Regions from separate parts of the Sorghum bicolor genome. Here region 2 is linked to region 1. A link is a contact called in public HiCAR-type data. All regions are on one chromosome and are shown on one strand. The core of a region is the stretch at or near the end of the contact, and the rest is flanking DNA. Distances in the headings are between cores, read along the strand shown.

What was found. HiCAR-type assays count read pairs that join an accessible place to other places.
Region 2: a contact with region 1 is called in a HiCAR-type map of leaf, with 4 times the contacts expected there. The contact joins the promoter of LOC8086430 here to the promoter of LOC8081137 in region 1. A contact is called at or near these places in 1 of 4 Hi-C or Micro-C datasets (leaf mesophyll) and 1 of 1 datasets of contacts at active chromatin or transcription factors (leaf).

The regions. Positions count from the first base shown.
Region 1 is chr2:3,768,013-3,773,169 of Sorghum_bicolor_NCBIv3, reverse strand. LOC8081137 reads right to left here and starts at 3,547. Exons shown (of 2, transcript XM_002459317.2): 1 at 2,038-3,547; 2 at 796-1,306. The coding sequence starts at 3,190. The coding sequence ends at 2,081.
Region 2 is chr2:3,848,396-3,853,209 of Sorghum_bicolor_NCBIv3, reverse strand. It overlaps LOC8086430 (CST complex subunit TEN1), which reads right to left and starts at 2,469. Exons shown (of 4, transcript XM_021454939.1): 1 at 2,278-2,469; 2 at 1-110. The coding sequence starts at 47. It overlaps LOC8086429, which reads right to left and starts at 2,107. Exons shown (of 1, transcript XM_002459323.2): 1 at 1,152-2,107. The coding sequence starts at 2,001. The coding sequence ends at 1,339.

The sequences.
Region 1 (5,157 bases), core at 2,298-4,797:
GAGTAATATTTTTAGCATGGGCACCCATATTTAGCTATTGGGGCTTGAGTAGGGGCCCTGCTAGAGTTGCTCTAAGCTGGCTAGATGTTGAGGTGGAGGAGAGAAGGGAGGAGAGAGAAGAGAAGCGGGCTGTAAGCTTACAGCCAGCCTGGACACAGGAACCAAGAAACTTTGTGAAAGAGACAAGTGAGCCATGTATTAATAGTAAATAGCTAACTATTGTATAGATGGGCTGGGAGAAGGCTGTAAGAAACCTTACGGCCAAGCAAGTAGGCTGTATTATTAAACTTGCTCTAAAGCCACGCGGCCCGCACACCGTGACCCGCTGGCACAGACAGGCCACGGCCCCCGACCCGACCCCGGGTGCGGAGTACCAACTGATGAACGACTGGCCCGGCGGAGGCGCTTTGCTCGTGTCACGTACTACTGCAGCTCGCAGAGTCACCGTACCATCCGTCTCCCCCGTCGCCGCGGCTGGCGGCACACGTACTCGTGCCGTGATCTGCAGCCTCCGCTCCGCCTGCGCGCGCGCGTTGACATCTCCATGCGCCGGCCAAGGCCAAGCCATGTGCGGATGTGCCACCCACACGGCCCTAGCTCCCCACCCCACCCCCACGCGCTCTATAGCTCTTCTTTCGATCCGGAAGTGACGGGTCAAACTCTGAAAAAAAAAAAATCTATGAAGGCTCGCGCCTGTCTTGTGCACCTCTCTCTGTTGACACTTTGTATCAGCATGTCTAGCAGAAATCGATGTCCTGTGCCAAACTCATCTGGTGACCCACAAGATTACTGACATACTCCGTAAGCACATTGCTTATGCATCGACCAAGTTCGTTCCTTCTTGTAAAACTGCTCAACAATTCACCGGAAGCGCATTGCTTAAGCATACACTACAAACATTCAGGCCACAACCCCACAACCATGATTACCTTTACAAAGTGGTTTTATTGCTTACGAGACACACACATTTAAGCCTTGTTTGGCTGCTGCATGCTCTAGGCAAACACATACGCGATTCTTGTTTCGGATGGACGATGGAGGACGCACGCACGCAACGCAACGCAATCACAACCTGCCGCTTCGCATTAGGTCGTCGCCGATGATTGCTTTCGTCCTCGTCTTCCTCTACTCCTAATCTACACAGAGTACACAGCATGTACCGTACTACTACACCGTAGAGGGACGGACCTGAACTGAAAACTCTGAACATGACGCGGCCGGGGGAAGGACCGCATGAGAAAATGGCACTGCTTTCGCTGTCGCCGTCGCCGTCGTTGGCCTGACTGGCCACAGCCTCTGCTACTACCTGCAACAATGCAAGGATGATCCAAACGGGGTTGTTAGATTCAGCACAACTTGCGAGCGCCTTGATGATTCGAGCAAATCCAAGCACGGAGAACGGAACGGAACTAAACCCCCAACCACTCGAGTCGAGACGAAACCTAATCCGCACGGAAAGATCAAGCAGGTGCAGTGGTGTGGTGGTGGCCAGTCTCAGGGTCAGAGGAGAAGACAGTGACAGTCCGTGGCAATGGTCAGTGCCGGTTATTACAGGCTTCCATTATAGTTGAGATCTCTTCTTAGTTGGGGGGATTAGGATATCGTTGACAACTCAAATCTCTGACTACAACTCGTCACTGCGTGATGTCATTAAGCAGACTCGACTTTATTGTTGCTAATACTAACTCTGTTTTGTTGCTGGATAAGAGCAGCTGAGCAGGGATGGAATGGAAGACAAGACAAAGCAACATAGAAAGAATAATCCATAAAGACTACTGTAGGCTGGGACCATACTAAATACTAATTTGTTGGGTGGAATCTCAATTCTTTTCAGTGAAAATAAAACTGTTGGGTCAAGCTTCAATTCACTCCCGGCTTCAACGATTGCAAAATCGGCGTTGCATATTTGCAGGAATGCAAAATGTTTCATAATCCTGATCTCGAGAGCTGGCAGTAATAAGTGCTAATTTTGAGGAAGCCCTGAAGCTCGCCTTCAGAGTTCAGAGTTTCAGACAGGGTAGCTATATGTATTCATACCTCGATGGTGCTGGTGCAGACCAGCCGCCCGTCCGTCCGTCCGTCAGTCCTTGAAGAGGACGGTGTCGGCGATGGCGAGGAGCGGAGCAAGACAGTCCGGCGCGAACTTGCGCGCGAACATGTGCGGGTGGGTATGGTTGGACGCGCGGAGCTCAGCGACGAGCCCTGGCGTGACCTCCGGCGCGGCGTACGTGTGCGGGTGTCCCGCGACGCTCCCCGTCCAGTTGACGCGGGTGAGCGTGTACCGCGCCACGCCGCCGGGGTCCGCCATGTCCAGCAGCGTCGGGAAGTAGTGCTCCTCCGGGTAGCACGAGTCCTGCGCCATGTCCGGGACGCAGGGCACCCTGAACTTGCGCCACAGCCGGCGCTCACGGACCACCAGCACGGCGTGGCGCCGCGCCAGCGTGAAGAATTGGGAGCCGATCCGGAACCGCTCGTAGGGGACCTCCGGGAGCATCGCGTCCTCGCCGCCCCGCGCCTCGTAGCGGGAGGGCATCTGTGGCTCCCCCGTCAGCACCTCGATGTAGCTGCGTGGCCGCCGGCGGGGGCCGGGGGCCGGAGGGAAGAGCGCGGCGTAGAGGCGCGGGAAGGAGTGGAGCGGGACGCAGTGCTGCGACAGCAGCGCGAAGTAGGCGTTGGCGGGGTCGTCCAGCAGCGCGGCCGCGAGAAGGCGGCGCGCCGCGGCGATGAGGCTCGCGTCGGCGCGGCGCGTCGGCTTGGCGGCGATGAAGCGGCCACGGAAGGATGGGGTGGGCGGGAGGAGCAGGCGCGCGGCCGGGTCGGCGTGGACGTACACGCTGAGGCGGGACTCGTGCCCCGCGAAGAAACGCTCCCAGAGCGGGGCGAAGGTGAGGTCGGAGTTGGTCAGGAACAGGAACGCCACCTTGGGCGGGGCGGCGGCCTTGGCGCCTGACGCCGCCGACGACTCCAGCGCGGCGCGGCGGAACAGGCGGAGGTCGTCGGCCTCCTCGCCGCCGGCGCCGACGCCGACGACCCGGAGGAATCCGCCGCCGGCGCTCCCCGCGGTCGGCGGCGCCTGCTCGTCCGCGGCCGGCTGCTGCGGCGGCGGGGACAGGCGCGGCGCGAGGACCAGCAGCGCCGTGAGCGACGCGAAGAGGAGCAGCGACAGCACCATCGGCGAGGACGCGGCCATGGCGGTATCAGTGTCAGCCCGTCGCACGGGGTCTAGGGGAAGGCGGCGAGCAGCGCGCGGGTCTCGGGGTCGGGACGGGACGGGACGGCTGGGACCGGTGGCGCTCGGCGTCAGAAGAAGAACAAGAAGAACCGCGTCGTGGGGATCGGAGGCGGCGGTCACGACTCACGATCGGGGAAAGCCGGAAAGGGAGGGAGAGGCGCAGAGGCGCACACGACGGCAGGAAGGCGATGAGGGGAGGAGGCAGTGCCCCGGGCAGGCTGACGGTCGCCTCTCGCCTCGCTTTCTTCTGGTCTCGTCACCCCTCCTGCCACTGACGCCGGGCGGGGGCGGCTCGGCGAGACGGGAGATGGCAGCAGCGCGCGGTGGGGGAGGGGGATCTCGGCGAGGTGATGATGACATGTGGGGACAGGGCGCTGTGGGGTCCGGCTCGCAGTGGGGTTCCGGGTGGACGGACCGGGTGAGTCGCGAGGCGAGGCGGGGTTTCGACGGCTGAGAGTGGATCGTTGTGGCTATGGACGAAGGAGAGCCGTCGGATGGGATGGGTACGTGGCGACGGATGGGGACGCTCGCCGACACGTGGGATACGCCTGTCTCGTAGTACTAGCCCTGGGCTTGTTGTTACCTGCCTGGAGGAGTGGAGGGTGGACGCTGGAGCTGGAGCGGCTGGGGGCGAGTGGAAGCTGGGACCGACCTGTCAGAGACTCCGGATACGTTTGGGCCCATGTTGTCCACTTTTGTACTACGAGAAAAGCTTTCTTTTGTTTAGTTGTGAATTTTTTTTTTGCAAAATAAACATTATAATATTTTTTTTTATATTTTATAAATAATATCATGGACTATCTACATTCAAAAGATTTATCTTATAAAATAATTAGTTATATTTTTTATTTATATTTAGTGTTTCATATATGTATAGTAAGATTTGATGTGATGAAAAATTTTAAAATGTTTTATGATTTTATAATTTTTCATTTTTTTTTTCTCTTGCTTTGCGTAGGATGGAGGCACAACAACTCATGATACCATTACACACTATAGACTTGGGAACACGTGCGCCAAAGCAATCAGCTCGGAAAAGGAAAAACTTGTGAGCTCTGCCAAACCATTAACTAAATGAATGAGCGAAAAGGAGATTATGCACTTCCCAATATTCCTATTCCTATGACTTTCTCATGAGTATCGAAACATCTATTTTTCACCGCTTTTGTAAAAGCATGGGTCTAATCTCCATAAAACTAGGAGAGTGTATAAAATTCTCTATTGAGATTGACCTAAGCAGAATTCCTGCACAATTCTGCCTAGCAAATTACCGACGCACCACGCAGGCGCGTAGAGGGGATTGGTGGATTCGCTGAGCCCACCACTGAATTTGGATAGTAGTGCTGGAATCGAATCGAATCGAATTCCAGTTTGAATTGGATACTGGGAATGCGAGTACAGCAGTATATATCTTTTGATTGATGAGAAATAAACGCATTGCTTGTATCTTTTCTGTTTTGCATGTTGTAAAAAAAAATTATCCTACCACTTCCCGGCTTCAATAGTCAATTATTAATTTATTTATTGTTATATTATCTTTTGCTACGCACTAGTTTTAGATGCCGGAGTAGTTTCAGTTTCAACGAGCAAAAAACTATACTCGTCTTACCAGCTTTCGTAAAAGCATGGGCTCGCCTTGAAGGCGCGAATCAAATCGAATGGAAAAATCGAGCAGGCCTCTAGCTCAGAACCCAAGCCGCCGGGCCTTTTTTTTTTGGTTTTGTCTTGATGGGCCACGAAATACGAAACGGGCCAGGCCCAACAAGACGACAGAAGCCCGACCTGCCGTTTGGTCCTGGTCCAGGAAGAGATTTTGGGTTCCTCTCAAAAAAAAAAGGAGGAAGAGATTTTGGGTCTGCTCGGGAGAGCTGTTTTTTTTTTTAAAAAAAAAAAGATAAAAAAACAGCTTAACTTTCACTTTTCTA
Region 2 (4,814 bases), core at 1,220-3,719, 81 kb before region 1:
TCCCGCAGAATAACAGGCACCCCTGGTTTTGGGCCAACAGACACCATCTTGATCTGAGAACTGATAAAAGTCAAAACCTGATGTTGTGCTTCCTTCTAGATCCTGATGCCCTGCACAGTGAGCACCACATGCCAGGAATTAGTTCCTCTAAGACTTCGTATTTTCCATATGTTCACATGCACAAAAACTGAACTACGCAGATCAATTATTCATGTACTAATCTACTCCCAATCAATGTTTTCCCAACACGATGCCACAGCATTATGGAGCTGAACAAAATAACATGTGGACTTTGAATGTAATGGAACAACAAGTCATTCCAATAAGCTAGGCCGGCCTGGAACTCCTGAAGTCCCCAGAACTGAGTTAATTAGCACATCATTTTCTTTTTCAAAGAATAAACCTTTTAGCTAAAATAGAATGCAATGCATTTGTTCTGTAGTCTTGTAACATTGACAGCTCATTACAATAATGTTATTCAGATAAAGGAGGTAAACAGCACATCTCAAGCCTACACTTCTACAAATGCCTGTTCTATAGATCTTCACACCAACAGAGATCTTTATTAAAAGTAAATGACCAAAACTCATCAGACCATGAAACAAAACAACACTACAAACATGAAACAGAAAACAAAAGCTGGAAAATAGGAAACCCAGTAATCATAACAACTGAGCTGCGATGAAATCAGGCAGAACAAATAGGCAAGCATCTAGCCATCAATTTGGTTTGTAAAGCAGACACTGAACAGCGATGACTATTAAGTAGTACATATGACTAGTTACAAAACCATGCAAGCAAACAAAAAGTTTTAGATTGACTGGGATTTGATGTCGCAATTTCCAAAACAAAGATCATGAAAAGGAGAAGGCAGTATAGCAAATGGAATATAGATATCAAGGACAAGCAAAAACCCCAGTATTTCCATACAGAATCTGCTAAAGAAATAATGTAAAAATGAACCAAATGGAGGCATAAAGCATCTATCGCTGCAGAAGGGAAAAAAAACAGAATTGCATAATTATCTTGGTAGCACACTTGCTTGAACCCCTTTTCCTCCTAAACATGGATGCTGAAAAGTCACATTCCAATGGATGCTGAAAAGTCACATTCCATTTCATTGGAATGTGACAGACGTACTGGACAGAGGATAGGAACAACCCCACACAAAGGCGCATCTTTTTACATCTTTTTACTAAACCTCTAGATCACACAACAACATCCTTTTCAAGTCCCAACAATAACAGAACCTCTAGGCTACACCCATAAACAAAAACAAGAACTTTGAGCATCACAGTACAACAGATTGACCTTTTGCAATGAAACTCTACCTAATACTTAAGTTAATGTACATTTTGGTTTCCAATAGCAGACAGGTGAATCCTGTCTCTCACAAGATGATTGGCTACAAGAAAGAAGGGACCTAATGAAACCCACAACCTTCTCAGCTATCGCCTGCGCATCAACCGCCGGATCAGTTGTATCCACCACAATCCTCGGCACATCCCCAATCTCATAGTCCGTGCAGCCTTGGTACCCTTCCAGAAGCCTCTCCAGCTCGGCCCACGTCTTCGGCTTATGCCATCCATCACTGCCACCACCATTTGGGACAGCCGCCCCACGGCTCTCCAGCCTCCGGCGCCACTCCTCGTTATCACCAGGGCGGCACTCCACGACGACGACAAGCGCACCAGCCAGGCGTGTCAGAGCATCAAGGTGAGCGCGGCGCGACAGCGGGGAGTCGATGACGACAGACAGACCGAGCCGTACCTGGCGCTCAGCCATCCGCCACAGCACGGCGTAGGAGAGGTCGTTGAGGATCCCTGCAGCAGCCAAGCCCTCGAGGGGCAGCGTGCAGTCCCTGACATCGTCTTTGTCCAGCAGCGGCCAACCAAGCGCGGCCGCGATGGCGCGCGCCGCCGTGGACTTGCCGGACCCCGGGTGGCCTTTCATCGCCACCACCACCACCGGCCGTGGCGGCGCCGGCTGGCCATCGGCCATCGGCACTCCTTCCCTTGGAAGCCCCTAACGCATTTCTTGGCTCTCCGCCGCAGGTAATGGCAGAGCCTATTAATGGCAACTAGGATGGGTGCCCTTTAGCGACGATCTAGCCAGGCGCAGCAGTGCGATCTTATCCCAGATTTAGCAACAAGAGTCCAAGAATCTAGTGCCGAGTGCCTAGTGGCACCAGCATTATGGCCCCAGAAGCATCATCATAGAACAGAATCGGACAAAAAAAAAGTGGGGGAACACACGGATTGCCAATGACAGGATAACCTTGTGAGGGGTGACGTGGTGTCCGCACCTGCAGCGACTTTAACGGCTTAGGTGCGGCCGGCGATGCGACAGTGACGGTGACGGCGACGGGCGATGGTGGCGGTAGCCGGTGTGGGAATGGGAACTCCGGACCAGAGAGGCCGAGCCGGAAGGTGGAGGGGGTGGACTGCGGCCGGCCGGACGGACGGATGTGATGTGATGTGAAGGCGAGGGCCGAAGTGATGACGAAGCGGAACGGGAAGTGCCGAAGTGGGTGCTTTTGGGCCTTTAGGGTTAGAAAATGTTGGGCCGTCAATCTAAAGGCACCATATGATTTAGCGAGCTAGACCACCGTGTCCGTGAGATTTCTTTTCTATTATTATTAAATTGGCTTTTAAAAAGATTTGTCTATATCAAAACTATACTACTCCCGTCGATTGAACTAGCGGGAAATACTTACGGGCGGATGAATTGGTAGCATTTCATTTTCTGTGTTAGCTCATCTTTACAAAAATTATAACTTTATAGATGAACTTAGATAAAGATAAACTGTGTATGAAAGTTGTAAAGCACAGAATATCTATATAGATTTGTAGTCTATGATATTTTAATTTGAGGACAGTATGATACCTACAAAGTTAATACAGTGTTTAGATGACTTCACACATTATACCGATTATTTTGGTATCAAGATGGCCTCAAACAAAAATATGTTGAACTATATATATATATAAGGTTGTAGATTTCATTGTTAAATATAGTTCTTATAAATTTATTTTTATATGTTATTGTATGAAAAATATTATAAAATTTTTGAAGATAGCTACGTAGGAGCACCTCTAAGAGACTCTTTATATCTTTCCTAATTTACAGGCATAAAGATTTTGATAAAAAATACCCTCCAATAGACTCTTTGATTGGATATCTAAATATACATATCCACTATTTTGAATTTTGTCGCTAGCCAAGAATAGAGAGGGAGAATGGCTCTCTAGGCTACACACAACATATAGAAAAGTTGTTGGAGAATGCAAATATATAGAAAACGATTTTTACTCAAATGGCTCTTCAAATCATGATTTAGAGAATAGATTTTAGAAAGGCTCTTGAAGATACTCTTAAGAGCAATTGAGACTCCCTATATCCTTTCTAATTGTTAGGAATTAAGGTTTTGGTAAAAAAAACCTCCGACAACTTCTTTAGTTGATAGGAAAAAAAAAAATCTGCCAATTCAACTTGCCGGTAAGTATTTCCCGCTGGTACTATCGGCAGCAGTAATATATTTTTGGATTTTTTTCATTTGAACAAATATTTTTGCAAAAAATAATATAAAAATAAATAAATAATAAAAAATCTCCATGTGAGGGGTAAGATGATCGGCGGATTGGACCGTGAGCGTTTGGGCCTGAAGGATTTGGGCTAGTGCCAAGTGACAGCGAATTGGGCCTGATGGACTCAATGGGAGGGAGTCGTCGGCCCTTGAGGATGCTGGTGGCTGGACTCCAGCTTGTGCCCATCACGCTCCATTTTGAATTGGGCCCGCGAAACGCGAAAGTAGTAAGCACGATGGGACGCCGTGATGGGCAGCAGGGCTTCTCAACTTGTTTGCACCTATGAAGCGTCACTCCGTTCGATTGTACATTTGATTTGAGAATGTGCTACCGGGAATTCATTTACTTTCATGAAATATTTGTAAACCCGTTAGAAAAAACTTCATAAGTGTGGCCAGCTTGAATAATCGACCAGGAATTTGAGGGAAAAACCCATTATATCTCCTTAAACTATCGTTATAGTCTAATTTTTCTCCTCGAACTTCAAAACTAGACATCTTAGCCCCCAAACTCTCGAAACCGTTCAAATTACCTTCTTACTTTAGGGTGGAGTGGTTTTAAAGATGGTTTATCCCTTTTTTTAGTTACAAAAACTAGTAAATATTTGGTAAGTTTTTAAAACCATGGAAAACATCTATACATTTTTTTAAAATACTAAAAATATATAGAGAGAGATTGGGATACACAAAATTCAAATAAAATAGTGCAGCACCATCACCCATAGCCCTATCTCAAGAGCACATCCTGCCATGGTTTCAGCCGCTGCAGATCTACCGCTCGTCTGGCTGAGGAAGAAAAGAAAGGGCAAGCAATGTCAGCATGGAGAGGGAGGAGCGCCGCCAGGGAATGGCGGAATGCCAGAGCGTGCCACGATGAGGATGGGAATGGCCATATCTAGGGGAGCGAGGGGAGGGAGGAGGGCAAGGGGGAGAGTGAAGAGAGAGGAGAGCCACATCACTAGAGGGGAAAGGTAGTGAGATGTTAGTAGGAAGGGAAGAAGAGAGGGAGCGGCGTGGGAGATGGAGGCTAAGAGAGAGAGGAAAAAATATCTGAATAACCCATCGAATTTAACCTTGCACTCTCTCTATTTTTTTAATTGTCATATTTGGTTTGTCCTAAGTCAAACATGTATATATTTCACCATTGATTTTAAAAAAAGTTATATAGTTTCAGGTAATAAGATTTATATTTTTAGATTTATTATGAGAAATACGATCATAACATATA